Regions from separate parts of the Sus scrofa genome. Here regions 2, 3, 4, 5, 6 and 7 are each linked to region 1. The links are chromatin contacts, called in public Hi-C and HiChIP or PLAC-seq maps. All regions are on one chromosome and are shown on one strand. Each heading gives the region's core, a stretch centred on a gene start, on an enhancer-like site or on the middle of the called end of the contact. The rest is flanking DNA. Distances are from core to core; before and after follow the strand shown. Region 1 overlaps LOC100514506 (a long non-coding RNA gene). Region 2 overlaps LOC106509171 (a long non-coding RNA gene). Region 3 overlaps LOC106509171 (a long non-coding RNA gene). Region 4 has its middle 300 kb from the start of MPDZ. Region 5 overlaps LOC106509171 (a long non-coding RNA gene). Region 6 has its middle 280 kb from the start of MPDZ. Region 7 overlaps LOC106509171 (a long non-coding RNA gene).

What was found. A called contact is a pair of places that touch in the nucleus more often than the background predicts. HiChIP or PLAC-seq counts read pairs in DNA pulled down with a chosen protein or histone mark.
Region 2: a contact with region 1 is called in a Hi-C map of subcutaneous adipose tissue, with 2.6 times the contacts expected there. The contact joins two enhancer-like sites. A contact is called at or near these places in 1 of 5 promoter capture datasets (liver), 20 of 47 Hi-C or Micro-C datasets (alveolar macrophages, brain, embryonic fibroblasts and 12 more) and 2 of 2 datasets of contacts at active chromatin or transcription factors (alveolar macrophages and skeletal muscle).
Region 3: a contact with region 1 is called in an H3K27ac HiChIP or PLAC-seq map of skeletal muscle. The contact joins two enhancer-like sites. A contact is called at or near these places in 13 of 47 Hi-C or Micro-C datasets (brain, embryonic fibroblasts, fetal heart ventricle and 6 more) and 2 of 2 datasets of contacts at active chromatin or transcription factors (alveolar macrophages and skeletal muscle).
Region 4: a contact with region 1 is called in an H3K27ac HiChIP or PLAC-seq map of skeletal muscle. The contact joins two enhancer-like sites. A contact is called at or near these places in 4 of 47 Hi-C or Micro-C datasets (embryonic fibroblasts, epiblast stem cells, liver and 1 more) and 1 of 2 datasets of contacts at active chromatin or transcription factors (skeletal muscle).
Region 5: an H3K27ac HiChIP or PLAC-seq map of skeletal muscle shows a contact between it and region 1, with 8 times the contacts expected there. The contact joins two enhancer-like sites. A contact is called at or near these places in 5 of 47 Hi-C or Micro-C datasets (embryonic fibroblasts, heart right ventricle, skeletal muscle and 1 more) and 1 of 2 datasets of contacts at active chromatin or transcription factors (skeletal muscle).
Region 6: an H3K27ac HiChIP or PLAC-seq map of skeletal muscle shows a contact between it and region 1. The contact joins two enhancer-like sites. A contact is called at or near these places in 1 of 47 Hi-C or Micro-C datasets (liver) and 1 of 2 datasets of contacts at active chromatin or transcription factors (skeletal muscle).
Region 7: a Hi-C map of subcutaneous adipose tissue shows a contact between it and region 1, with 2.5 times the contacts expected there. The contact joins two enhancer-like sites. A contact is called at or near these places in 1 of 47 Hi-C or Micro-C datasets (subcutaneous adipose tissue) and 1 of 2 datasets of contacts at active chromatin or transcription factors (skeletal muscle).

Annotation. Positions count from the first base shown.
Region 1 is chr1:208,148,635-208,152,754 of Sscrofa11.1, forward strand. All of the region lies in intron 1 of LOC100514506 (a long non-coding RNA gene), which reads right to left. Among named protein-coding and RNA genes, the nearest start is that of NFIB, 32 kb to the right of the region's middle. Within about 2 kb of position 1,462, at least 36 of the 83 cell types and tissues checked have an H3K27ac peak or open chromatin away from gene starts, as enhancers often do. A contact at or near this core is called in skeletal muscle and subcutaneous adipose tissue, where this site is marked.
Region 2 is chr1:209,058,404-209,062,283 of Sscrofa11.1, forward strand. The region is part of intron 2 of LOC106509171 (a long non-coding RNA gene); the gene reads left to right. Among named protein-coding and RNA genes, the nearest start is that of MPDZ, 120 kb to the right of the region's middle. Within about 2 kb of position 1,953, at least 4 of the 83 cell types and tissues checked have an H3K27ac peak or open chromatin away from gene starts, as enhancers often do. A contact at or near this core is called in subcutaneous adipose tissue, where this site is marked.
Region 3 is chr1:209,040,194-209,044,200 of Sscrofa11.1, forward strand. All of the region lies in intron 2 of LOC106509171 (a long non-coding RNA gene), which reads left to right. Among named protein-coding and RNA genes, the nearest start is that of MPDZ, 140 kb to the right of the region's middle. Within about 2 kb of position 1,893, at least 8 of the 83 cell types and tissues checked have an H3K27ac peak or open chromatin away from gene starts, as enhancers often do. A contact at or near this core is called in skeletal muscle, where this site is marked.
Region 4 is chr1:208,883,264-208,887,232 of Sscrofa11.1, forward strand. No RefSeq gene overlaps it. Among named protein-coding and RNA genes, the nearest start is that of MPDZ, 300 kb to the right of the region's middle. Within about 2 kb of position 1,253, at least 17 of the 83 cell types and tissues checked have an H3K27ac peak or open chromatin away from gene starts, as enhancers often do. A contact at or near this core is called in skeletal muscle, where this site is marked.
Region 5 is chr1:209,143,987-209,147,870 of Sscrofa11.1, forward strand. The region is part of intron 2 of LOC106509171 (a long non-coding RNA gene); the gene reads left to right. All of the region lies in intron 2 of LOC106509172 (a long non-coding RNA gene), which reads left to right. Among named protein-coding and RNA genes, the nearest start is that of MPDZ, 36 kb to the right of the region's middle. Within about 2 kb of position 2,390, at least 12 of the 83 cell types and tissues checked have an H3K27ac peak or open chromatin away from gene starts, as enhancers often do. A contact at or near this core is called in skeletal muscle and subcutaneous adipose tissue, where this site is marked.
Region 6 is chr1:208,898,618-208,902,918 of Sscrofa11.1, forward strand. No RefSeq gene overlaps it. Among named protein-coding and RNA genes, the nearest start is that of MPDZ, 280 kb to the right of the region's middle. Within about 2 kb of position 2,749, at least 34 of the 83 cell types and tissues checked have an H3K27ac peak or open chromatin away from gene starts, as enhancers often do. A contact at or near this core is called in skeletal muscle, where this site is marked.
Region 7 is chr1:208,969,922-208,973,769 of Sscrofa11.1, forward strand. All of the region lies in intron 1 of LOC106509171 (a long non-coding RNA gene), which reads left to right. Among named protein-coding and RNA genes, the nearest start is that of MPDZ, 210 kb to the right of the region's middle. Within about 2 kb of position 2,455, at least 3 of the 83 cell types and tissues checked have an H3K27ac peak or open chromatin away from gene starts, as enhancers often do. A contact at or near this core is called in subcutaneous adipose tissue, where this site is marked.

The sequences.
Region 1 (4,120 bases), core at 212-2,711:
CTCCCAAAACGAAGCGGGGTTCACTATAAGAAAGCAGAAACCCGCATCGGAGACACGACGCGAGGAGAGCCTTCCCCGTCTGGGGGGAAATTTCACGGCTCAGCCCAGCCTGCATCGCCACATCTACCCCAATTTAATGTCAGGGCGGGATTTGCTGCAGAGTTTGCTGGAAAGAATGTTATTCAACGCGCACCAGACCCGGGCTGTGTGCTTCCCAAGTGAAACTTGCAGCCCCAGGGCCAGACGGAGCTATCCTTCCCACAGGTTCTTGTGAGAGAAAAGCACCCCCTATCCCCAGTCTCCGAAATTTCCTCCAACGGGCTGCAAAGGCTCAAATTGTCCTTCCTAGCTCCGCTCCCTCATCCAGTTAGGTTGTGTAAAAATACGGAGATTCTGTTTGCTCTCAAGAACAGAGTGATTTCCCTCAAGAAACTCCTACAAGAGCTTTAAGCAGCCTCTGCGTTGCAGCGCGTCCAAGCCGCCGCGGAATTTTCCGATTTTCAAGAGGTAGTAAAGTGAATTTCGGTGCAGAGAAAAGTGAGGGGTGTTATCGTTGCAAGGTGGGGGTGGGCGCGAGGAAGAGCTAGGAGGCTTTTTGTTTTCTAAAGTTAGACTTGCTCCAAAGTGCCAGTACAAACTGCAACGCGTTGTGGTTTCCGAATTTAGAGAATCGTGTGGAGTTTGTGCCCACCCCTGCGGCCAGGGGCCCCACACAGCGTTCTGGGGCCCACCTCCCTGTCCCCAAGAGCAAGCGGAAGCCGGGGGCGGAGTGGGGGGGGCAACTCTCTGGGCAACGCCAGGCGCAGCTGACTTTGTCCGATACTCTCGACTCTTTGGTCTTCTCCCTTCTTGTGCCAACCCAGAACCATTCCGTCGCCGCCAGGATTGCACCGGGTGGGGGCGGGGGGGTGGGCAGGAAGGAGGGCCAAACGTCTAGGCTGCGGAATCTCCCAACAGGTAGTTTCACCCGGGAGCAGGCCAGGCTTAAATATCAAAGGCTGGGCCGACCAGACCGCCTTAAGCTGGAGCCCTGACGCAGTCACCTAGGGAGCCGGAGAAGGAAAGTTGCGTTAAGGGAGTCACTTTTAAATAACCCTGTTTTCTCTCCAATCTCCAACGTATCTCGAAATAGCGCGAGCTGTGTCGTTTGGAATGGCACTCCATGAGCCTAAATAAGCTGCTTCAGGCTGTAAATTCATATCCAATTTGGATTCTTCCCGTTCCCCCCGCCCCCAAACCCCAGTAGTTAGTACAGAACCCAGTTCGGCTTTAGAGCGGTAGGTATTTATTTGAGAATTGGGAGATTCCTCTTCGAAACGCCCTAGGCTCCAGAGCAAAAGAGGAAAAGGCTGTGTTGCACTTGGATGGTATAATTGAATTATGCCTTTCCCTGGTGCGCAGTGAGGAAAAGCAGAATGCCAGGCCGTATGCGGCATGGGCGGGCTGCGGCCTCGCGCTCCAGCGAGCGCACCACACTTCCTTCCCAGGGTGCGGGGAGAAGTTGGGTTGGGCCACTCACTGTGTCCTGCCTCCAGCAAGGAGGATCTGGCTGGGAAGTCGGCAGAAGCCTGATCATAGCTCCGTGGCTCCCACCCCTTCCGGCGCACTCTCCCAAATGTGCCCACCTGAGGCCTTGGGCGCACGTGGTGCGCGGAGACCCGGTGCGCGACTGGAAACCGAGCAGAGCTCCCCAAGCATCCCTGGCGCCCGCACGGCCCTCGCTGGGTAGGGGAAGGTGGGGGACCGAGCTCTTGAGCCGACGGATCTAATCCCGCCTTGGCAGACAAGTCTTTACTGCTGAAGCTCCGAGCCATCGCTGAGTACCGTTTTCGGCACCAATACAACCCGCCGAACTCCCAGCTCCGCCCGGTCTGTCTCCTAGAGAAACGTCCTCAGACTCCCCACAGTCCTTTGGCCCCTTGAAGCCTCTGGGGCTGGGGCGGACCTGACCTGGGAGACTTGGATCTTTAACTGCTTCAGGACCTGGTCTCCCAGTAGCACCCAGCCCGCTCCCCCGTGCCCATCCAAGCACAGCTTGTTGCCCTGCGTCTCCGCTGCTAACCGTGCTACCAAAACTTTCCAAAGTTTTCTTCGCGCTTTGCCACCTCCAGTTCCCCTAGGCTGGTGCAGGCAGGAGGAAGAAAAAGAACCCCCCCACCCCACGCCACCTCCATCTATCCTTCTCTCCTCTCCCTCCCACCTTCGGCCTCCCTTGTGAGTCCAAACCTTGAGAGTGGGAGCGCGCGTTGCTGGAGCCCCCGTAGGCACCGACTCTGCAGGGGATAGAGTTCAGAGTTGGTTCCACATCCCCCCACTCTGTGCGCCGTGGCCGTTCCCGCCCCCTCCTCCCCCACCTCGTTTGCAACTCGGGGACCTGAGGGCTTGTAGTTTAGTTTTGTTCAAATTTAGCTTTTTTTTTTTCCAGATTTTTTTTTTTCTTTGAGATTCCACCCTGCTGGAGCCTCGAGATTCCGCATGCCTTCCAGTTTCCCGGCGTGGGGATCGGGAGTCACATCCTTCGTGCCGGGCGGGTCGTTTCCCCCGAGTGGGGCGAGGGGCTCTCAGGCCGAGATTTCTCCAGCTGGGTTTTGTCTCCCTGGGAGACCCTCCGTCCTGGTGTGGGGCAAATTCCTGCTGGAGCTGGTCTCAGTGCCAGCCTCCTGTGCCTCTCCCCCACCCCCACCCCCACCCCCAACCCTCCCCACCAGAACTGTAGATGCAGCCGGTTCAGGGGATGTTTTTATGCCCGTTTAGGGAATGGGACTAGGCAGGAGAGGGGAAACGCTGTTTTAATAACTTCGTGGTCTTCCCACACACGGGAAAATTTGAGGTAGAAAGGTTCCCTCACAGAAGATCCCGCAGGGACGTGCCTCCAGGAGACTCCCAAATAAAGTACCCCAAGGTTGCTGGTTTATGGGCTATTACGTTTTTATTTTGTCTAGGATTAGCGGGGTTGGAGATTTTTGCGGCCAGCTTCACTATCCCGGGGCTTCGACTTCCAAACCAACAAGCAAGCAGAAGCGTCCAGGGAAACTAGATCCCCCGGTGCGCTGCGGGGCCGCGTGCGGGAATCAGGAACGAAATATGCTGAGAACTGCACCGCGCAGACTCCTGAGCCTGGGGTTGCTGGCCGTTTCTGAACCCCACCGGATTGGGCTGGGAATCGGACTTGACCCCAGCAGGGTCGGGGCCAGTACTTTGCCTTGATCATTCCTTGTTCCGGATGTGCTCCTGTTGTCGGTCACAGACAATGCCTGCCCTGAGCGACCTCTATATAGGCTAATGGGTTCAACCCAATGCGACAGTGTCCTGGGCATCAGAATCAAGTTTGCTCAAGGTTAGAAGGACTTCTGTTATCCTGTGTGACCGTGGACTTGAAACGTCTACCCAAAGCAAAGGTGGCTGCAAATGCTTACTCTCCGGAGCCGCCCGAGGAGACGTGCCCCCACCATGTCTTCCCTTTGCCCTCCCTGCGCTCTGGCAACAAGTGCCCCAGGCGCCTGGTGCTCTCTTGGGCACCGAGTTTTGCACAGGCCCCTCTAGGGCTGGGCCGCCAGGCACCGAGTTCTACCTCCTCGCCCCTTATGGTCCCCCGACCCCCTGCCTGGTCCCTACATGCCTTGGTCCAAGTGGCTTCCAAGGCTGTGGGGGAGAAAGCCTAGCAAAGCAAGGCCTGGAAAGGTGGGAGTTTCCCTGGCCCATTCAAATGGAACCCCAGCAGAAGCAAAATGACCCGCACAGCGACATCAGCGAAATCCCTGTGGTGGGTTATGGAAAGGTGTGGTGGGGAGAGGTGGAGCGGGCTGAGAGGAGTAAAATTAAGATAGAGGAGGAGGACAGTGGATAAAGTTAAGAGTGTAAGGCAGCCCTGCTTCTTAACTCCTCACCCCGCCAGCCCCAAGTCTGAGCAGTTGACTGAATTGTCTATCTTTTCTTTTAATCCCAAACTCCTTAAGGACAGGGAGGAGGAGAAGCCCAATAACCCCCTCAGAGTCAGCAGTACCCAGCCACACTTTGGAGGGCTGAAGAGTCCCCTCAGGTCTGCGTTTGCTTTGAGTATAAAAGGATCCATTCACAAAGGAGCCCCACTTCCCTTCACCATCTCTCCCACTCTTCTTAG
Region 2 (3,880 bases), core at 703-3,202, 910 kb after region 1:
AGGCAAATGGGAGCGTGTGTGCGGCCTCACACCCAGCATTCACGGCTGCCTCACTGTGCTAAAGCCTTTCCTGAGTTAGTTGGTTAGTTAGTTAGCTAATTAGTTAGGCACACTCCAACTGAAACTTTTCATTATAATTAACATATTTATCCTACCAATCCACCAAATTGAGGCAAAAGCTACGGTCCAGCCAAGGCAAGTCGATTCTTTCCACAGCTTTCTCTCTCTCTCTCTTCCTGATTAATGTGGTGAATGTTGCCAGAAGATGGTCCAACGGTTTATAAACCTGGCAAGCTGTAGCCAGAGCTGCTTTTCTAAAGGTCAATTAAAAAATGCTAGTTGCACTGTAAACAGAATTCTCCCTAGAAGAATGCCACGCAGTGCCCAGAGTGGTCTCTTAATACAAAATATCAATTTGATTTTCCTCAGGAGATTTCCTCTCCTTTTGCAATGCAAATATTTTCAAGTGTACTAAACACGTTTTAGCACCTCAACATAGGCACTAAAACTATTTGCATGCAAAATTACCCAGAGTAGGCAGACAGGCACAAGCTTATGCTAGCACCATATGTGCTGAAGAATTTGAGCCAGGAAACAACTAGTATCTGGACGTTATTTACAATTTAAATTTAATTTTACATTATTATTCAAACGAGAGCTTATATATAAAGTCTCTATTAAAATTAATGCTTCACATGGAACCAAACTTCACCTAAAATTACATGTTTAATAGTACTGGGCTTTTGTGTTCCAGCTGTCCAAACCACTCAAGAAGGACAATATGGGCACTTTTGCCCCTTTTCTTCCAGCTCTACCTGTGTGCGTGGTTCATTTTCCCCTCTAACAACTTCTCTCAGAAAGAGCAGCAAGATTAATGTTGATTGGAAGGCCCAGAAAGCAACACAAAACATAGACCAAGCCAGACACATGGAAGCACAGAAGCGATTTGAAAAAGTACGGTACCACTTGGAAATAGCGTAGAACATTGTCCATATTCACAGTTTAAAAAAAAAAAAGTCTTTTTTCTTCCCAAAAACTCCCCTTGATATTTTGCAAATGAGAGAAATAACTGTTTAGCATTTAGTCTGCAACTTGTAACGTTTCATAGTGTCCCAAGAAAAACGGTACTTCTTTATGTACTCCGGACGCTGTAACGCTGTTAACCCTATATCTCTGTTAAGCTTTCCAAGTACTATAGTGGAGAAATCAGAACTCTACTGGCAATGATTGGGCAGTGTATTTAACAGTTACTTGTTAATGCATATCAAGATAGAATTCTGCTTTCTTCCAAGTAATATAGCATGTCAAGTTTAGTGAGATTTCATGTCTTTCATCTCCTTGGTTTAAATGTTCACTAGCTTATTTTATGTTCATTTTAGGGGGAAAAAAAATCAGATTTGTCAGAGTAAGTATTTCTAACCCACAGCTATGGAAATGAGTTTAAGGTGGAAAAATCGATATGCTGTATTTTTTCACAAGGACGACATCAGATAGACCCAGAATCTTAACTACGGAGAGTTCTTTCCCTGAATGAAAGATACTCAAATTTATTATAAACCTAATATACATAATTTCTCTTTGAAAACTTCAAGTTTTGTTCTAGATTAAGAATCTCTTTTTGCTTTCTCTTTCTTTCTTGTTTTCTTTCGTAGGAAGCTGCTTTCTTTCTTGACTTGCAATCAGTCTTTGAAATGTTGAATCATTGCCTAGGTGCATGAACTCAATTCTGAGCAGCTTTAATTTATAGCAGCCAACATTTCTATAACATAAGCTCTCTAAAAAGACCCACAGAAGAACCAGAAATCTGTGGTTGTGTAGAAAGTTTAATGGGAATGGAAAATCTCCACATTTACACGTCTATCCTTGCATATTAATATCATTACATTTAAAGGGTGGTTTGATTTCAAACATTGAATTAATTAAGGGAACTTCCAGGTCGAGCTATAAGGCCAAATCAAATGCCAACAGCTCCCTCTACTGGAAACTGGAGGAAATCATTTGATCTCTATCAGTCGCTGTTTATTTAAGAAGCATCCTCATCAATTTAAATTTTTTTGCAAAACATCGAAGCTTCTTGGGCAAGCTGAAAGATGTTCACTTGTGGTGATAGAAATAAAAACACTAAGAATTATAGAAATAGGAGTTCCTGCTTTGGCATGGCAGGTTAATGATTCCACATTGTCTCTGAGGCAGCATGGGTTCCATCCCTGGCTGGGCACAGTGGGTTAAGGATCCCACTGTGTCGTAGGTCACAGCTGCAGCTGAGATTCAATCCCTGCCTGGGAACTTACACATACCATGGTATAGCAAAAAGAAAAAAAAAGAATTATAGAAATAGCAGTTGACAGTCATGCAAATTTTCTATCAGTAAACAATTCCTGCCTCCACTAAAAACATCTGCTCATTCTCTTGCCCAGCACCCTTTACTATATAGAGTTCAGGTTAAGGTTAAAATATAATTAGGGCTATGTTTAGGTTTGCCTTTTCTCAAATTTGACACAAATGTTAAATTTATATTCTGGAAGTTGAGAAATCTTAATGGAAGTATCACATCTTTTTGATAATATTTCTTTGTCATTTGATGAGTTCTAAAACTGAAAAAAGGAACTATTTTTATTATTTTAGTGAGAATAAGTAGATCACTTTTAACTTGTTTATCATTTAGAAGCAATAACATTTGCTTCTATTTAAACTCTAGCATTTGATATAACAAGTAGTTTGATTAGGGCAATAAAAGTAGAACATGTACAAAATAAGCTACATTTTTTTTCCTGAACTTTGAGCCTCATCCTTAATGGAAATGTCTCTCCTCCACCATCTGAAATGATCAGTCTATTTGGTTTCACTCCTTTAGAGCTTCTCTCCCTCAAATCTCTCCCACTCCCCCGCAATTCTTGGCCTCATTTTCACACAGCCATATTCCCTGAACATAAATGGAAAATGTAATAGCACACTCAGAAGTTTTCAAATCCCACTCATTTCAACAAGTGAGACCTGAAAAGGTTGATGTGATAAGCGCATGTGAGAAGATCTAGAATTTTAACATTAAGTGCACCGTGAAGGAAAAAATCCTTCTTCTTTAGAAAAGAAGAAATACAGCACTGCAGAGACAACAACATCCCATCCTATGGATGGGCCTTAACAGTGCAGCCTCCCTGCCCCCAGCCCAGCGTGCCCTTTAAACTTTGAAAACAGACCAGTAATTTTTGAAAAATTACCTGGATTGAATAATTACTTCACTCTTCTAACCAATGTGCCTTTCCCCTTCTTCCCCACTCACATACACAGGCTCAAAATATATGTATATCTTCATCTATGAGAATGCGTCCAGTTCTGTTAAAAGAACATTCCTGCATCTGAAATTTGATATCTTAATTTAGGAAATCACTCTTATTTCCTAAAGCATCCAAAATTGGTGTCCAAAGTCTCACAGAATCTTCTGATGACAAGTTCTTCCTTGTTTCACAATATAATTATTGTTGAATTATAGAACATATTGGCATACAACATTTTTAGGGATTTCTAATTTTACTAATTCTCTTCAAACACTAATTCTCTTTTAGAAGTTTAATTTTTGAAACATTAAGTTAAAAATGTGGCTTCAAAGTCAGGCAGGTCTCCTGGATTCAAACTTCCTCTCTGTCATTTATAAACTGTGTGACCTATGGCAGATCATTTAAACTCAGGGAGTCTCAATTCCCTCTTTGGTAAAATGGGAATAATACTTAGCTATACAGCAGAAATTGTGGGACATTGTAAATCAACTATAATAGAAAAAATAAAAATATTTTTAAAAAAGAGAGAATAATAATACATTCTATTCATTGGGTGGCTCATTGGGGTTGCCATGAGGTAATGCATGTAATATATTCTAACAAAA
Region 3 (4,007 bases), core at 643-3,142, 890 kb after region 1:
GTTTCAAAATAAATGTTGAAAGTTTTCCTACTTTTAGTAATTATGCAGAATAGTATAAAGAGACATGATTATCATTTTGAGTCATATGAAGATTAATGTTTTTACTTCCCAGTGAATGATGCTATGGAAAATTTTTAAACAAGACTTACATTGAGGACTAATATAAGGTAATGCTTTTATATACCAGCGAAGTAAAAGAGAATCAAGATTTTTATTTGTGCATTACTTGTGCCGAGTTATATTAAGTTTTTTAAATCACCCTTTCAGGGTTATTTCAAACACTGATGAAGTGTATTGGGGTGCATTTTCTCTATCAGTCAGCTGGAACAAAATAGTTAAAAGTCATCTGATTTTTTAATGCTACCATTCAGACTGTGAAATAAAAGTCATATTTTTATGGCAAGACAAGAGAAATTTAAACAAAACTCTTATCTGCACTTTGGCCTCCTCTCTCTCCTCATTGCATTATGATATCTTCATTATGCCCCCATTAAACTTTTCCCAACAGCAGAAATACCTGCTCACCTTAAAGAGCAACATTCCCGAGCATCACCAAGATAGCTCCTTAAAAGATAGCATTCCTTCCTGATCCTGTAAGGGGTCATCTTGGACTATCAAGATGACACTTAGTTCTGGATGATGTAAACTGTCAATAACACGTCATTTGATGTCCAGCCCTCTGTCTCAAAAAACTTACATATAACTGTGCCTTGACTTCTAACAGGCAGAACAGTTCTCAGAGCTTTCTGAGATGCTCTTCCTGGGTGGTAATCCTCAAATTTGGCTCAAATAAAATTTTCCATTTCTTTCTTAGATTGACTGGTGAATTTTTCCCTGACAATGCCTTCCCCTAAAAGCTGGAGAAGATGCTGAAAAATCTCTCGATAGAATAAATTCTAGTAGCATTGGCTACTCCAGACTCTAATGTATGTGGTCTTTACCCTTTATTCAATCCAGCCTTAATAACAATGAGAGAGGTTTTTCAGGAATCTTAGATTTCCTTTCCACTCTGCTTTCAGCATATTCCAGCCTGCATCTTTTTCCAAAACGCATGACCCTTCCTAAACTGGGAAGGAAAGAGCCATCCATCCCTTTCCCACACATTAGGGAGCATGTGGACCACACTTTTTATGGAAACTCCCTTCCCCACCCTTGGGATAACTGAGCTTACGAAAGGATCACTTCAAGTCTGCATTGGAGCTGATGAACATATTTTCTCTGACCTTATTTCTTTTGCATGGATTATTTTTAAAATCAAGTTTCTCTTTGTAAGACTTGAAGGGCAGTAAAAGCCTTGAGGGCATCAGACATGACATCCTGCCCCTAATATTTGCAGTGGGCAAATGATCTGGAAAACTGAACTATACAGGGAACCTCAGAATAGAATTAAAAGAAAAACAATGCCATTTTGACCCCACATTGAACACTGGTTTTAAATGACCTCTTTTCATTTGACCAACTATTCTCTAAAACTTCAACAGGCATTAAAATAGGAAGATTGACTAAATTTTAAAGCAGAGAAAAAACAAAACAATGCAAAAATAATAGAGGACTCTGAGTCACTTGAAAGAAAACAGACACATTATCTTCGGGGAAGGAATTATTAGGCTGAACTGTATAAAATTACATATTTTTGTAAGTCAGAAATTGTCATAAATCAACTATAATAGAAAAAATAAAAATCTTAAAAAAATTTTTTAATTGTCAAATAGTCTAAATTTCACTTGACTCAATCTCATATTGAGTGAAGGAAAAAGAAATTCAATCCCAATGAAAAATAAAAATGAGGAAGAGGAAAGAAGCCGATGATGCTTCAAGTAATTCAGACAGTATGAATTAGCATTTTAGGCTTTCTTCATCAAAACTGTCAACGTGGTTCATCTTCACTCCCTCTATGACCAGCCTGACACTGGTTTCTAATCATCTGCATTTGGTATTTCTTTCTTTCCAATGCATTGCATCTCATCCCATTTCTAATAGGTAGCTTACATGTTTCCATATTGGGAACTACCTATTTTTTCATGGACTAGAATCCAAAATGAGATCCATGATCTTACTTGGGGATTTTTTTAAATAAAAGTGTTATCGTGCCTTGCTTTTTAGATTTTCAGAAGTTGGGAACAGCCACAGCCTGATGAGACTCATTGCACACTCCCCCCACTATTCTAAACAGGCTTCACACCAGGCAGCCTTCACACCCTCCCTGCAGGTCTTACAGAGCGAGCCATAATAACAAGCTTCTATGCCCTGGCTGGCTTTTTGGCTCCATGGGACACTTCTGCTGCCAAATCCTGCTTCGAGGGCTTCATGGGTTTATCCTTACATGCACCTTAGTGACGTCCTGTGTTTTGTCTCTTCTAAGCTCAGGTTCGTTTTCTCTGTCTCCTTATGGCTGTACGGGCGACAAAATGTCTACATCTGGAAGGAAAGAAAGCCCTAATATATTTTTGCCTTTTCCTCTGAAAAATATCCTGTTGTGCATGTGGGGAGAGGCATGTTAGTAATAAGAGAAGGAAATGATGGGGTCAGCTGGGGCTGTTAGAGACGGTCCAGATGAAATTTAAAGAGGGAACTGCGGTGATGGTTTTTGAGAAAACTGGGTGATGTGAGTTGCAAAACCTACAGCCCCTCATCTGGATGGGTAAAACATACCAAAAAGCTGAGCTCAGACCGGCAAGATTCACTTCTTCTAAACATAAAACAAGGAAACGTGGAAGGTTTGCTCTTTCTCTTTAATAAAGAACGTTAACAACCTGCTTTGGGGAACACGAATCTTTTTATGGAGTAAGAACTAGCTCTTTAAAAATGGGAAATCCGTGTGGGTATAGTGTTTATTTATGCACACATAAATATACACACATGCAATGATTATTAATATTTACATACACATTCGCGTATGGAAATAATTGTCTTGGAAAGTGGTTTAGATCTAGAAACAATTGGCAGACAAAGAAAGGAAAGCTGAGAATGTTCCAGTCTACAAAACCATCCCAAAGGACAACATTCCCAACAATGGGAAGGTTGATAGCATAATAATCCCCATAAAAATAACATAGGGGAAGGGGGGAGAGGAGGATCTTCAGTGTTCTTATGGATTCATATGAAAGGTTTTAGAACCTAAGTTCTTTTCAAATCAACTTTTATTTACTTGTGCAAAAATAGATTGACAGCTTCAAACGAAGGGTAGGTGGGTGTCAGAGTCTTGGCAACTGGTGAAAACTGCAGCACTTGGGTGGGTGTTTGTTAGATGGAGGAAAAAAAATGGAAAGCCAGCCCTCCCTTCTGAAAAGATATTCCCACAACGAACACACCACTGTCCACTACAGAATGTGTGTTTTGTTTTGTCTGTGCAGGATCCCGGTTGATTTTTATCCCCACACGAGACACGCCATGGAATATTTACATGTTTGGATACATCAGCAAAGAGGAAAAAAAACAAAACAAAACAAAAGACCCACACATAACACACACACACACACACACACACACCACAAAATGAGATTGTGCTCCTTTGTTTTGCATTTTCTGTAACCCAGATTGCGGTAATTATCTCCCTGGCTTTACAAGCCTTTTCTTTCATTCTAAAGGCAGTTTTTGGAATTGCGTTACACTTAACTCAGTTTAACAAATAAGAGTAGTCTGGCAAAATGGCACCATGTGCTTTCCACAAATATTTGTGGTATAGGCAAGCTCTCAATGTTTTCATTATGCCCAAGGTTCTTCGGTTTAACAGCAAGTGGAATAACGTAAAGGAGGGAGAGAAGCATGGATTTGGGAACTGGGTGTGTGTTGGATGCACTTTGCAGATCCTTCTGTGCCAGAGAAGGAAAGGAGGGAAAAGATATATTTTAAAAATAACAGGGAGAATAAAAAAGAGCGAAGGTTTGGAGGCATTTAGCAGAGCACAGTTTACCCTGGCGTGAGCTCCAGGCTAATGATCAAATAATAACATTTGGCGCTCGGAGCCCCGAGAGGCTGACAATGCGTGCACTGTAGCCTGTGCGCTT
Region 4 (3,969 bases), core at 3-2,502, 730 kb after region 1:
TATCCCTAAGGAACTCTATGGTCTGAGCACAAAGCTCTGTTGATGATATGGCCTTAGTACAACAGTTTGGCAAATAAGGATATTTTAGTTTTAGCATAAGATTAAAGGGTTTAAAAGTTTTAGTACAAGATTAAAGAGTTTAAAAGGTCCATATGAGGTGTCTTGGAATCCAAATGAGGCAAAGAAGAAACGAAAATTTTCTTTTTATAGAGATAAAAAATTAATTGGTAATTGCTTGAAAAGTACACTTGTTTTAAAAATGTAAAAAACAAAAACAAAAACAAAAAAGAAAGGCTTACCTAATATTACATGAGAATGTAACTGACACTATATAATACATAATATTTCTTCTAAAACTTTTTAAAATGTTATACTCGATTGTAAGAATCTCTATACAAAAATGATGGAAGCAAGGTAGCTTAATATTGTAAACACTTTGCAACTTTTATAACTTGAACATATTTTAGCTTGAAATAACTACTTTGAAAAGGACTCAGTTGAAATAATGGTACACCTTGAAGGAATCCATGGACATAGGTTGAGAACCAGCCTCTTTCCTTCTTGAATTTAGTAAGTGATATTGATTTAAATTCAGCCATTGGCCATGTACAGCCTCTAATGACATCTTTGCATCTGTTGTAATCTAGTGGTCCAACAAGCTATGACTTTCAAATACTTTACCCAAACTGCTATTCCATTGGAGCATCTCTTTTTAAATTAAAAGTAAAAGATTTCAATGAAAATGAAGAATGGATTTCTGTGTGTCTACACAATGTTAAAAATAAAAAGGAAAAGGATTTAAGCACAGAAAACCCCAGGCACAATTCATCAGAGGACAGTTTTTTGCCAAGTGCATGAGAACTGAATGCTTTTCTCTGCTATATCTAAAGTTTCAGACATTGCACTTTTCATCCCCACCTTAACTTTAAAAAATTTTTTTTTCTTTTAAACAACCTCCTCCATACTGACCCCTTAAATAGTGTAAACAGCCTGCCTCAGACGGTACAAAAGCATAGTAATGCTGGGTTAAAGTTGGCACTTCATCCTTAACTCCCTCCACGGAGCCCCTCTAACCTCCTTTAACTTTGAATCTCCTGGCTTTTGTCACTTTAAACCAGATCCTTCACGTTCTTGGGATGTGAGCCCCGCCCCCCACCTTTTCGGGTAAGGGGGAGGGTAATGAATTTAATGTTATTTTTAACTGAACTATCTAGTTAACCTTGGGGGACATCCCTAGAGCTGAAACCTATTCAAGTCATAATAGCTCAGCAACTCGCTCCCGGCAGACAGCTCTGCAGAGTCAGTCTGGAAAAGCTCTTTAAAAGCACAGTCTGCCTGGCCCTTTTCTTTTGGTTTCTGTGGAATTTTTCTTAGTAACATTTTTTAGCTGAGGGGGTTACCAACAATTGTAAACTAAGGACCAGGAGGAGAGGGTCGTGGGAGGGCCATTTGCTGTGCTCCTGGAAACAAAGCCCCCCAGTTTGGAGCAAAGGAGCACACGGTGGTTCTGGAGTTGATGCGGACTGAGATTTTAAAATACAATGAAAAGTAGTGCCTCTTTGTTGATTATACTCACCTAGGCAGTCACTGACTTTTAAATTAAACTATAAGAATACAATTTAAAGAAAGGTGCGCTGAACTACCTTCCAAAGGCCTTCATGCTCACAGAGGGCAGGGCAGTCTGTGATAAGCAGCCTCCTAGGATTCTAGTAAGTTGCTGCGACAGTCTTTCAAGTGGAGGTTGATTCTGAGCCTGAAGAGATCTAGCTAGAATCTGGTGCTGCTTTGGCCTTTAGGAGGGAGGTAGAATTGTTCTTGCCCCTCCATAGTGCACAAGCTCGAAAGGGCAAAACAACAAAGCCAACTTTCCAGCCGTGTGTGTGTGCGTGTGTGTGTGTGTGTGTGTGTGGTGTGTGTGTGTGTGTGTGTGTGTGTGTGTGTACAAGCAGCAGAAAGTATGTAGTCCAGACCCGATTCAAAAAGACTTGTCAAATGAAAGAGAAGTGCACAAACATGTCTGTACTTTGTCCTCTGAATTTTAAAAGCATCTAATGTTACAGAGCTCATGTGAACCTTATTTAAAGCACAGCCATCCACAAAGTATTCCCTTTATGGTTTTAGTGGCTGTCTTCTTTCCTTGCTGTTCAGGACTATGATTATTTTATAAGCCCTTTTGTAGCTGAGTTTATTTGACTTAACCTTTTAAATGTAGCTTTGTTTCTGACAATACAGGAAGTATAATGCCAAAGGAAACCTCTGCATGAGGGGCTGATATAGGAGGCAGGCACATGAAATAAGAAGTCTTGGGCAGACAGTCAACTTATTTGGTAGTTTCTCAATTTTTCCAGTGTGACTATCTATAAAGCTGAATGCCAAGTTTTGATTCCTCGGTTTTATGAGGTTGCAGAGGTAGAAAACTAATCCTTGGCTAGGTGTTCTTTTTTTTTTTTTTCTGATGAAAAATGCAGGCATGAAAAACAAGGTGCAGCATCCGTTTTCAATTAAAAAAATAAAAATTTAAAACCTCTCCCTCTGGGCCTGGTGCTGAGCCAGGTGAGGGAATGGAATGGGTGTGGTCACTGAGAAAGTAATAAGATGAAAATACCCTTTCTGCTCCAAGTAACTTTATATGCTTTCCCCCTGCCCCTGCTTCCAATAAAGGAAGTTACACTGTGCTATCATTTTATTTCAAACTTTTTTCCTTTAAAAATTTATTTACTTTGAAATGTTACTAATTCCCAAGGACACTAGATTTGATCTCTATTTTCTCTGTGCATCTCTGTGATTTCTATTCAATCCCACAGGGGTAAATATTTGACATCCAGCCATTCCCAGGGGTGGCAGACCAATGTACTAAACACAGAGTCGGTTCACTTCACCAAGAGATGAAGTCAGGCTCCAGGGGGATAAACAGCCGTCCATAAATAACCTCTCAGAAATAGCTTAGGGAACATGTCCTGCAAAGAAATCCTGGCTCAGTACATTCTATTTTGTTTATTTTGCATAAAAGTTTTCTTTGTCTAGATCTGTACCAGCATAAAAGCACTTTCCAAAAAAAAAAAAAAAATGCAGTTAAAAAAAAAGAAAAAACAAGAGAAAAGAAAAAAAAAAAAGTCCCACCTAAAAGGAAATGGACTGTTTCCTTTAAAATGCCAAGAGAAAACCAGCTCACCTGACATGCTAATGACTAAAGGGTAGTGAGAAGACAAAAAGGACATGGAGGGAATTTCATGCCAAGTCCTAATACTCATAACCTCTGTCTGAAGTCTCGCTATGGATGCTTCAGATGGAACCATTTCCGAATCTGAGTTCGAGAGGCAAATCTAACTCTTGTCAGGAATGATACACGCTTCAAGGCTTAGCATTTGGCCAAATATACTGACCCATCCGTACTGTGAGGCAGCTTGAGTTTCTTTTTGATAATCTAGAGGAGATATACCGTTTTAAAAGGTTCTTTTGGAACTTCAGTCTGCATTTTAGTGACATGGATTAAAGCAAAGGGGCAGTGTGGTGGGAAATTATCAGATGGATTTATACTATGTATTGTATCCACTTGTGAGTTTTGTCCTTTAGCTCAGTTTCACTTTTAGCACCTGAAGAAGTGATCCAGTTTATACATTTGGATGACTTATGTATATATACTTAGCCGAATTCAGATGGATTTATAAAAATAAACTTGAAAGTATGAACTTAAAAGACCCCCCTCCCTACCAAAGTGTCAATTGATAAGTGCAATTTTTATATGAACAATTACCTCCTAGCTTGTTAATAGTCAGGTACCTGAGTTCTTATGAATTTTAGTCAATTTTCCTTCTCATTTCTTTGGTTTCTGTCTCATTTTTATTATCAGCACCCTAGGGCAAATTCTCACCATTTCAGAAATGTATCATTAAAATAGTCTCCAAACCTGGCTTGACTGCCTTCAAGCCCTCCCTAACACTGCATCCCCATCTCTACCTCTGGATTAAT
Region 5 (3,884 bases), core at 1,140-3,639, 1.0 Mb after region 1:
CAGATACAATCTTTATAGTCCAGCTTGCTTTCTTTTTTAAAGCTTTCTAAATTTTTTATTTTTACACAGTTTTTCAAGTTTTCTTTCCATTTACAATTACTACAAAATATTGGCTATATTCTCCATGTTATACAATACATCCTTGAGCCTATCTTACACCCAGTAGTTTTTATCTCCCACTCCCCTACCCCTTTATTGCCCTTCCTCCCCCACTGGTAACCACTAAGTTGTTCCCTATATCTGTGAGTTGGCTTCTTTTATGTTATATTCACTAGTTTGTTTTCTTTTTCAGATTCCATGTATAAGCTATCATACAGTATTTACCTTTCTCTGACTTACTTCACTTAGCATAATGCTTACTTCTGTTTCAATGTCAAACTCTGCAAGGAGAACTAAATAGCACGTATTTCCTTATGTAAGGGACTCAGCATGTATATCAGTTATGATTCTAATATTTCAAGTGCTTGGCACCATATATATATAATCACTCTTAGAAAGGATAAGCAATGAGGTCCTACTGTGTAGCACAAGGAATGCTATCTAATCGCTTGTGATAGAACATGATGGAAAATAATATGAGAAAAATAATGTGTGTGTGTATGTATACATATATAGGTATGTATAACTGGGTCACTTTGATTACAGTAGAAATTGATGGAACATTCTGTCAATTGATAAACAATCAATTATACTTTGATTTAAAAAAATTTAAGAGTTCCCGTTGTGGCTCAGCAGGTTAAGAACCCAACTAGTATCCATGAGGATGCAGATATGATCCCTGGCCTCACTCAGCAGATTAAGGATCTGGTGTTGCCACAAGCTACAGTGTAGTTCACAGATGCAGCTTGGATCTAGCATGGATATTGCTGTGGTGTAGGCCGGCAGCTATGGCTTCGGATTAGACCCCTAGCCTGGGAACTTCTGCATGCCGTGGGTGTGGCCCTAAAAAGACCAAAAAAAAAAAAAAAAAAGTTTTTTTAAATAAAAACACTAAATAAAATTATTTGTATCCCTAGAGGATATTGTGGGAACCACAATAGTTTCCTGTGATGGAATTGATTCATGGGAATCAAAATGAAAGTTTATAATTGAAACAATATGATATAGGATGGTATAACAGGTATAAATTGTTGGAATTACTCATTACTGTAAATTGATGTTCTAGGTTTTATGATCTAGTATATATTATAGTAATCACATAGGAAGATGATCATTGCATGTTTTTTTTTTAATTGCATAGGCTTTCAAGCTATTGCCACATACTGAATCCAAGTATGATAGATTTAAAAACACAATTGAAAGAATGGAGTAATTTTTTTTTTTTTTTTCAGAAAAGAAAAAGAGAGAGAGCAGATAGGAGCTCTGATTGGCACAGCAGGTTAAAGGTCCAGTGTTGTCTCTGCAGTAGTTCAGGCCCAGAGCAGTGGGTTAAGGATCTGGCATTGCCTTGGCTGTGACTTAGGTCACAGCTGCAGCTGAACTTCCATATGTGGCAGGGGTGGCCAAAAAAAATGTGGGAGGAGAAGTCACTCTAATCATTTCATTGTATACCCTCTTCACTCTGACTTTTTTTACATGTGTGATTTAACTCCTACCCCCACTGTGCCGCACCAAATTATTGTGCTTTGAAAGCCTAGATGAGTCATTTGCTTCTGAACTCCAAACTGAAAGAAACACAAAAAAGTACTTTCGGTGATAAAGGGCTACTAAGATTTGCAGTTATTCAAAGCAATTCGTGCTTAATCAAAATGTCAGTTTAACAGTGTTTCTTTTTCCATCTATTTTTTAACATGGCCTGAGGTAACCAGGTAAGAGAGACTGTTTAAAATAAAATATTAGTAAAGTAAATTTAATTTGTGCTATTCCAGGAATAGATGGATTTTTTTATTGATAAACTCGAGAATATAAAATACATCTATATGTCCAATATTAAAACAAACTCCATATATATCCAAATGCAGAAGTTTAAATGTAGCTAATAAAACTCAGAAAATCACTTTAAAAAAAAAAGGAATACTGTCTGAACATAATATAGAACACCTATCTTACTTCACTTGCCAAAATTATCATTATGATGAAAGTCAAGAGGCATTCTCAATAACAAGAGAAAAATGGCCAGGATGTGTGTTTTTTTTTTTTTTTTTTTTTTTTTTTTTTTTTACCCCTGTCAGGCAGAATCCTGGCAGGAGGCTCATGACATAGTCAGGCTGGATAACAGGGTTAGAGAAACACCACAGGATTCTGCAGCATCCCAAATTAGCATCAGCAGGGAGCCTGTGACCACTTACAAGCCTGAAAGGACAAGCAGAGGACACGTCACCAACTGGGATAGGGTAACAACGTGGTGAGAAGCTGCCCCTTTAGCAGGACACAACCCAGGCAACAACTAAGCAGAGAGGAAGCTATGGAAATGGTGATCTTCCCCTCCCTTTCCTGCCTCTCATTTCCTGCCAGTATCCTTATTGGTTGCAACTAACTGGAAACCAGAAAGCCAGGAAGCCGTAATGAAACCAGGCTTCCAGCTCTGGGAGAGGGCTCTTCAGGGATAAGAGACATATTCAGCGCAGGCTTGCCTGTGTCACACAGTAAGAGCTGAATCCAGACATAGGGGAGAAATCTGGATATAGAACCTGAGCTTTTAATTACCACATGGCTGCTTCTACTTAATTTCAAAATTACCTTATTATCTGAAGATAATCCAAAGGGAAAAAAATGATTCCAATTTCACGGCAGCAAAAATCATAAAATGCCTAAATATAGAAAATATCAAGATACAAAGGAGGGAGCTCCCTTGTGGTGCAGCAGAAATGAATCCGACTAATATACATGAGGACAAGGGTTCAATCCCCAGCCCCACTCATTCGTTTAAGGATCCCATGTGCCAAAACCTGCAGTGTAGGTCCCAGACGCAGCTCGGATCCTGTGTTGCTATGGCTATAGACCCAGGGTTATAGTTCCCATTCGACCCCTAGCCTGGGAATTTCCATATGCCATGGGTTCAGCCCTGAAAAGCAAAAAACAAAATCAAGATGCAAAGGAAAATATAAAATATTCCTTGAATAAATGGTAAAGATAATATGCTCCTAAACTGGAATATTGTGAAGATGTCATTTGATCCCAAATCAATTTTAGACTTAACCTGATCACAATTAAGTTCTTCATAATGTTTTTGTTTTTGTTTTTGTTTGCCATTTTGCCATTTCTTGGGTCGCTCCGGTGGCATATGGAGGTTCCCAGGCTAGGGGTCCAATTGGAGCTGTAGCCACCGGCCTACACCAGAGCCACAGCAACGTGGGATCCAAGCTGCGTCTGCAACCTACACCACAGCTCACGGCAACGCTGGATCCTTAACCTGCTGAGCAAGGCCAGGGATCGAACCCGCAACCTCATGGTTCTTAGTCGGATTCGTTAACCACTGAGCCACGACGGGAACTCCCTTCATAATATTTTTAAATTGATATTCTTTTTTTCTTTTTTTTTGCCAGAATAAACCACCCCTCCCCCCCCAAAAAAAGCTAAGATTTTTCTAAAGATTATTGAACAGGGTACTTATCCATTCATTTGAGAAACAATAAAATAAAATAATATTTAACTATAAAATATACTTTTTAACTAATTAAGTTAGCAGGTTTTTCCTGTCTGTTTTATTTTAAACCTCCAGTGCAATGTATATGGATTGGAGCCTTAAATATGTTCATACACTTTGACCTAGTAATCCAATTTTTAGTAATTTTGCCTTAGAAGATAGGCTACCCAGTGATCTATAGACAAGCATTCATAGCATTATAATAGATTTGTAAAATAAAAAAAATATTCAGTGGTATGGAATTAAATAAATAATGGGAAAGTTATGTAAGACAATGCCACATAAACTCTAAAGTCAT
Region 6 (4,301 bases), core at 1,499-3,998, 750 kb after region 1:
TTTATCCCAGACATCTTTTTTAGAGTGGCAATAGAATAGCCTTCAAAGATAATAATTACACAGACCTCTACTGGATGTTACAAGATGCTATTTTTTAATTGGGTACTTTGGAAAGCAAGTAGATCATGTTACCTACTTCCCATAGGCATTTCTCAAGAGCTCAGATGGCATCAGAGCCCAGTTTCATCCCAATGCAAAAACAAAACAAAATAGGTTTCTTCCCCCACATATTATAGCAAATAAACAGAATGGCTGGGTGGGTATGGTTAAATTTGTCACCAGGTGGATATCCTCCATCACTGTCTCTCTGAAAGTCATGAAAACAAAACCAAAATTAAAAAGAAAGAATGAAATCAATCATAGTTATCTTTCCAAATAGTCACATATTTAGCAATCTATAGACTAAACATCTGGGTAATGATTAAATTTTCCCCACTTTTTATCCACATTTCTATCCAAAGGTTGAACTCTATATGGCAAAGCTCAGCCATTAGCCTGCAAAAGCTGAATCAACAGAGTTAATCATCACAGAAAGTATAGTTACTTATTGAATTAGAGGTGGTCATGGGGGAGAAAATGAGGAAAACTTAGCCAAAGTCAATGGTTTTGTGGTTGGATTTTTCTGGATTTATACTAATGAAAAAAAATGTGCTTCTGTCCAGAAGATCAATTCCAAAACAAATAAAAACACTGTCACACTAGCCTTAAAAAAATGCCCTCACTTTCAGTAGGGACCTTGAAGGAGGAGGGTCCTTGGAGAATTATCTAGGAGTGGATGACAAACCATTTTGTTTGCTAAACATTCTTGACCTTATGTCCTCTGTAAAAATAGTTTCTTTCAGTGCAGCTGAGAAAGCTGTGATTTTTGCTGTCCCATCTGTCTGGGCTGGACACCTTCACCATGGTGAAGATGAGTGTGACTTATCAAACAGAAAGGTGGCAAGTTGAGCCATCTCCTATTCTAATGACTCCAATACATTATCTCCTCCTGCCTCCATTTAGAATCTTCAACCAAGAAGCACATTGTGTGATTCAAGCTCAAAGTGTTTGAGTGTGTCTGAGACCCAGAGTATAAAACATTTCTCTGTTCCTGTCTTCGACCCCCTTTTCCTACCCCTGACTTACTTGGTTCCACACTGCCAGGGAGCCCTGCAGTATCACACTGAACATTTTGATGTAATCCCACCACTGTTGCTGCAGCTATCTAAGCCAGAGGATTTATTAGTTGTGAACGTTCATTTTTGTTTTTCCTGGTCCAGTGCCAGTAAATAAGTCACCCAAACCGTGGCTGAGTGTCATTTGATAGGAAAAGGCTGGGATCACAAGGAAGCCTTCTGTCTTTCAACCAAAAAAAAAAAAAAAAAGAAAAAGAAAAAAGAAAATTGCTGAGGTAAGCAGTGTCAAGCCCAGCTGCATCAACATGATGGTGGTAAGACAAATGTGAGCTTTCACTGCTGGGTATGGGGCTAGAGGACGACCAGCCTATAAACCCTCTGCAAGCCCAGGAACAGCTGAATTCATGCAAGGAGCAAAGTAGCAAGGGACAGCTTTTTCCACTGCTAGCTCTGAGAAGGAAAATTCTTGGGCCTTCTCCATCTTTCAGCACATAAACAGCTCATCTGATAGAACATACACACACACACACACACACACACACACACACACACTGTTGTTTCGGTACCATTGGAAGAATATGATGAAATGATCCCCTCTGTGAGTTGATGACCTAGGAGCAGGGAGGTCAGAAGTGGGACATGGGTTTGTGAGAGGCCATTAGGAGACCCAGGATGGAAGAAGCAGAGAAGGAGGTTGGAACTTGGGAGGGGACCCCCGCCCCCCTCTCTCTCTGTCTCCCCACCAAGCGCTAGCTCCCTGTGACTGTTGCCTGGGCGATGGCTGGGGGATTATTAGGAATGCTTGGAGCCAGTATCCTTCTTTTGGACCCATGGATGGAGCAGAAGGGGGTGGATGGCTTTTCTCTTTCTGTTTCTTCCTTTCATATTCAGCAGATTAGAGCTGAGGGTTGCTGTGGTGACAACACGGCGGAGGGCTCCGGCACACCTGCACCACAAATGGGAGCCCGCCAACGTGGACTTGAGCTCTCCCGGGGCAGCTTTTTTGCTGTGGGAAACACAACAACAAAAACAACAACAACAGAAAGAGGAAAGGGAGGGAGAGGGAGCTGGAGGAGGGGGAGAGAAAAAGGAAGGGAGGGGAGGACGAAAACACATCAGGAGTTCAGGCCATGGCAGTGTTGCTTTTTAAGAAAAGAAGAAAGGAAGGCACAAGGCTCAGAGATGGCTCCCCAAGGCTCAGAGCCCCTGCCCAAATAGCCCTGTGGGGCTGCTGAGGGATGGCAGGAAGTAGGGAGACATATACCCACATTCTAGAACCACCAGATGCCTCCAGCATGGGGGAACAAAATCCTCAAAACAGGAGAACATGAAAGCTACAACTCTTACCTAAGAGGAGCAGCCTAGAGGGCCTTTGATGACCCAGAACTGAAATAGACTGGCCATTTCTGCCTACTGACTTTCTACTGGAAAGGAGAGCATTAGAATGTGGAAAAAATAACAATATGTGCTTTTTGGCTAAGCTGAGAGAGAGAAGTGAGGAAGGGGGGTGGGGAGACTGATAGGCTCTGAAGTTGAGTTTAGTCTTTTGGAATGTTCTGGCAGGGCTCCAGTTACTGCTAATGAAGAAGTCAGCTCCACACAGTGTCCTGGCCTCACCTCTCCAACACCCTGGGCTCTGCCTTTGGTCTGCCCCTTCCTCATCTGCCTCCTCTTCTTCCTGTCTGGGATGGCCTCCTGCATCATTTTCTCTGTTTCCATTAACAAAACATCACAGCGCATTAGCCTGTCCAAAGCACTCTACAATGACAATATTTACAGAAGGTTAAATAAAATATGTATAGAGTGATTGATAGTGAATACGCAAGAGACCTTTTGAACTTAGAGCATGCTGGGCTTGTTTGTTTTTTAAGCTCCATTTTCCAGGCTGCTTCAGCTATTTTAATATCTCTCAAACAATCCACTTACAGGAAAAGATGATTAGAGGGAAACATTCTTTTCAATTTTTTTTTTTTTCTCTCTTCCAAGCAATGTGATTAGCAGGCAGTGTGCCTTATGTCTTCCACTTTCAGTCTGGCTAAAATCAAGAGCTTTTCTTGGGGAAACTGTGTCATAACAGATGGAGATGAGAAAATGGACTGTTCCTTCAGCACATACACAAAGGACACTGTACTGTTGTCCTTGAATTCTTTACATATCTTCGTGTTGAGTTCAGTTGGAGGAATGTAGTAAGATGCTCTAATCTTGAGTTTAGCTTCTTTTCTTAGAAATATGTGCTCATCTCTTCCTTTAATATAAAATATTTTTCACAAGAAATACAGCTATATATTAGATCAGGGCTTGGCAAAACTTCTTTGTAAAGGGCTGAATATTTTAAGCTTGGTAGTCCATATGAACTCTGTAGCAATAACTTAATTCTGTTATGGACAACATGTAAATGAATGGCATGGATCTATTTCAATAAAACTTTATTTGCAAAAATAGATGGCATGCCCACTTGGTCTGCATGCCATAGTTTGCCAACCCCTACACTAGATGTATCCTCTTCTAGATGTAACCTACTGAGAAGGTTAGAATTCTCCACAAATATCTCTGAAAAATTCCCTATTTCAATACCATTCTTTTCAGTTCCTAATCTACTGATAGTCTGTAACCAAGACAAATAAGCAACAAACTAGTTCAGCTAAATAAAGTATCTAACCTACTCAATTTCCTGATTCCGTTTTTAAAAGTCAAATGGGAATACAATGTAAAAGGATTGTACCTAGTTGAATTTCTACAGTATATGATTGTCTAGTCTTATAATGCCTGATCCTTTAGCATATAAGTGGCCAAGTAGATTACAAAGAGTAGAATTTGCCCTTCTCAGTGGTCGTGGATTTCAAAATCCTACTTGGTGCCCTCTTTTCTATAGAGTCTTGTCTCAAAATGCCTTTTATCACAGAGAGGCAAGCAGTGCATTTAAACATATTTTGTCCACAGGGAACCCTGTGTAAAAGTGTTGGCCAGAACTCCCTGCCAGTTCTCTTTTGAAGGGGAGGATGGTTCTCCAAAGGCTCAAGTATCTTGTAGTGCAACTCATGCTAGACAAGTCAGCAGGTAAGGCGTAACCTGTGCAATTCTACCTTTCTTCTGAAAATTATTTCTTTGCTAAGTATAGATTTTCATGATTACTCTCTGAAATATATTCTTTATTTGTAGGAGTTATACATGAAATGTATGCTATAA
Region 7 (3,848 bases), core at 1,205-3,704, 820 kb after region 1:
TGCAAAGGCTTTGAACTTTGTGTGGGTTCTTGTTCCCAAACTATGAGAATGATCGTGTCACGTAGGGTGTGTTAAATACCATCACTCGTCTTGTGATGTCTAAAGTAATTATGTGCAATGGTAAGAGATTCAGGGATGTAGCCTTAAGAGCCAAGAGGCCGACCCCATATTCACACAGTTTTTCTGAGTTCCTCCTGGAGGTACAACCCTCCACAGGGCTGTTAGTCACAGTGCCCCCTCGGCCGAGACAGACACAAGGAGAAAGTCTGCCATGCTAGTCTAGCAGAAATAAGGCAAACCTTTTCCCTAAATACTTTTTGGAGGCAGGTCGCTCTTTAGAGGAAGGGTAAATGGAGAACTGAGTTACACTTAACAGAAAACCAACTGCCATTGATCACAAAAAATTTCTTCCTCCTAGATTTGAGAAATGCCATCTGCCAGTTAAGTGCTATGAGTTTTTATGGCAATGACTGTTGGTGGGAAATAAAGTTCATTTTCAAAACTGCAAACTGACAAGAGCAGTTAACACTCAAATTCTGGTTTTCCTGAACTACACAGGGTACAGTGTTTTTCTCCCTCATAAAAGACAACAAAGTTGACCCTCTGGTTACTCCCATTGAACCTAAAAGGCCATCTCAGGGAAAACAGGACGTGGTTAAGAACAATGACACCTCTGCAAGCCACAAACAGAGCCAGCAGATAAATAAAGCCCTGCTGTTTTTCAGAGAGTCAGAAGAAAAGCATGGATTCAAAGGGAAAACAATGACTGTGGAAATACTGTTGTTATTTTTGCCCACAAACCCAAATTTCCACCTTCCTCCTCAAACTAGTTCATTTTCACCTGAATATAATGCCTAGGAATGATTTTTCTCTGCATTAGGTTGTCCTCTTGCCCATGCTCTGAAGCCCACGACATGGTTTTCATGTCCTTTGTCCTTATCATGAACTTTGAAATGACAAGTTTGTTCAAAAATTCTCAACAAGGAATCCCTAGTCATATGAATCACAGATAACATATATGTTTAAAATAGAAGTACATATGTTTCCAGCCATAAGCACTGAAATTCAATAAGCCTGGAAGAAACGCTGCGAGGGAAATGAATTATGACCAACTTTGCAAAACAATTCATGTTTGGTCTAAGACAATTTTTCTAGCGAGAGCTAAGATTCTGTGAAAATAGAGAAATTGGCTGAGTAGGAGATATTTTGCAGTTTTCACAATTGCTGTCACAATGAGAGCACCTATGAAAATGAAGAAAAGATCAATTTCAATCAATAAAGCAATAACAATGCATTACAATATTACTCTCTATAAGAGCCTGTTCCTCTGTTACATTTCCTTTCAATGTCCTTAATCTAGGTACAAGGATTTTTAGAATTTGAAGCAGTTGTAAAGGAAGACATTATCATTTAAACCTATCTAATTTGGAGGAACATTAGCTCAAGAGCAAAATATTAAGCAAATCTATTAAATTGACTATTTCTGCTCTTCATCAATTTCACTGATCATTACAAATAAGTACAATATAAAGGCAATAGCCAGGGAACTTAAACTAAATGGAAGAGGAGAAGTGAAACCATGTCATTTTTCAGGAGTTGATTTTAAAAGTTCTTTTCCTTTCTCACTGACTCCCTCTTTTGTATCACTTATAAAAAAATAATTAGAAATGGGAAACGTCAGTATAAAGGTCCAGATCCCTGCATGTGAATAGGCTATTCATGAAAAAGTTGGCTTACTCCTTTTAAGGGTTACCAAGTACTTAACAGATATTACTGTTAAATTTGTGAAGAAAATGATGAATATTTCTTCTTAGATAGTGGGGATGGTTAGGCTGCTGGTCCCATTGTTTCCTATTATATAATCTCCATCTTTGTTTGAATATTGCATTATTAAAAAGTTGTTTTAATGTTTCTAAACACAAAACTACTGAGTTATAAGGTGCTTGAGGGTAGAATCTAAGTTTATTCATCTTGTTTTTCTCCTTAATGATTCACAGAGTGGCCCATATCCTTAAAAACTCTTTAGTAGTTGACAGATGAAAGATTTAACATTTGCTCAAAATAGTACTTTTTTTGGTCTGATTCTTGACTTTGAACTTGGCACGTTTTCCCTTTATATTTCCAACTTAACTTGCTTTACTTGGGTAACTAATAAGCAAGCTTACTAAGCCAGAATGACATCTCTTAATAATTCGGTTATCCAAGAACACCCGGAATTTTGAATTCTGTTTTTCTCTTTACCTTATTCTACTTTATGTTCCATCTTGGCACTTGAATATCCTGTCTGTATTTTGCTAAAATGATGTTGCTGACGTAGGTAGAAAACACTTGAAATTTATGTGTTCTGCAATTTCTTACATTTTGTTGCTGGAACACTTTGAAATCCTCCGATTTTGTACAGAAACTGTCAACATAAGGGACAAACTGGTGATTTATAGATAGAAATGCGAGTCTAAATTTCTATGTTGCCAAGCTGCTCATTTTAAAAACACAGTGAATTACAGGAGAAGTAAATCCACAAAACTGTAATGTTTCCCCTCATTTCTCAGATGAGTGATAAGCAATGTTCCTCTTCAATAAATAATTTCTGTTTATCTCATTGATCATTTGCACTGAAAAATGTTTCATCCAAGTTTCTAGTCATCTCTTTTAAAAAAAAAAGAAATAATTACAGTAATCTTTAGTGGATATTGCATATTAAATATCTGATTCTTTCTTTTGCATTTTTTGACAGCCTCTAAAATTATGTGCCAATTCATACTGCAGTTCTGGTTTTGGAGACTAACAGCTCAAAGAAAATATGAACTTGATCCAAATTGAAATTATTTTAAAAGCTACATTACATAATAATGTTAGTGGTATAAATGTCAGCAAAAGAGAAGTTATGCTTATCTTCTTTGTAAAAAAAAAAAAATCAAAAATTTAACTTAAGGAAATGAACAAAAAACTCTAAAAAACTATAATAAGGTAACATCCTATCCACCCAGCCATAGTCTGAAGCCAGTTTTCCATCAGAAGGTAATAATAGGGACCTCCAAGAAAAGTAGAAACATAAATTTACTGTCTCTTTCTCAATATTTCCCCTTCTTATACTGCCATAATCTCTGACTCTCCTTGCCTCATTCCAAAAACAACAGCAAAATAATAAAAGCAGAAGTAGCATAAATTTCCTCTCCATTATCTAAGGCTCAGATCCATTCTTTCCTCTTCTGTAATAGCTCTCTTGACTTCTGTGACCCATACTATGATTTTTTTCAACTCTTGTTTCACAGTTCAGCAATAATATGCAGCTTAGCACTAGCTATGCGATTACTTTTTTCTTCTAACAAAATTGTAAATTCTGTAATATTACCAGCTGACACCTAGTGTCTGTAACTTATCAGCCCCTAGTTTGAGTGTTTTACGTGGGCCAGCTCCTTGAATCCTCATCCATCACCATTCACGTCCCAATTTTGGAGATGGAAAACAGACTCAGAGAGGTTAAGTAGCTTGTTCAAAGTCACAGTTGGCAAGAAGGAGAGCTAGGTTTGGGGGTACAGAGGTTATGTCCTTAATTAGAATGCTATACTGCCTCATAAATATTTCTACCTGGAAGCAACTTAAACCTCCTCCTTGACACCTAAGACAATGCTCCCTGGTAGTAGGAATTCTAGGCATCTACTTTCTGATAAAGGAGAGGTGCCTAATGGGATTTAATCATAGACATTTAAGAAATGAGTTCCTCTGACTCAACTTTGGAAAGCAGAGTAGTGCCTTGGAAAATACACTGTCATTTTCTGGGACCTTTCAAGATCATCTTGCTAAATGGGGATGAAGGATACTGAGCAAGAAGGATAAAGGGCAAGAAG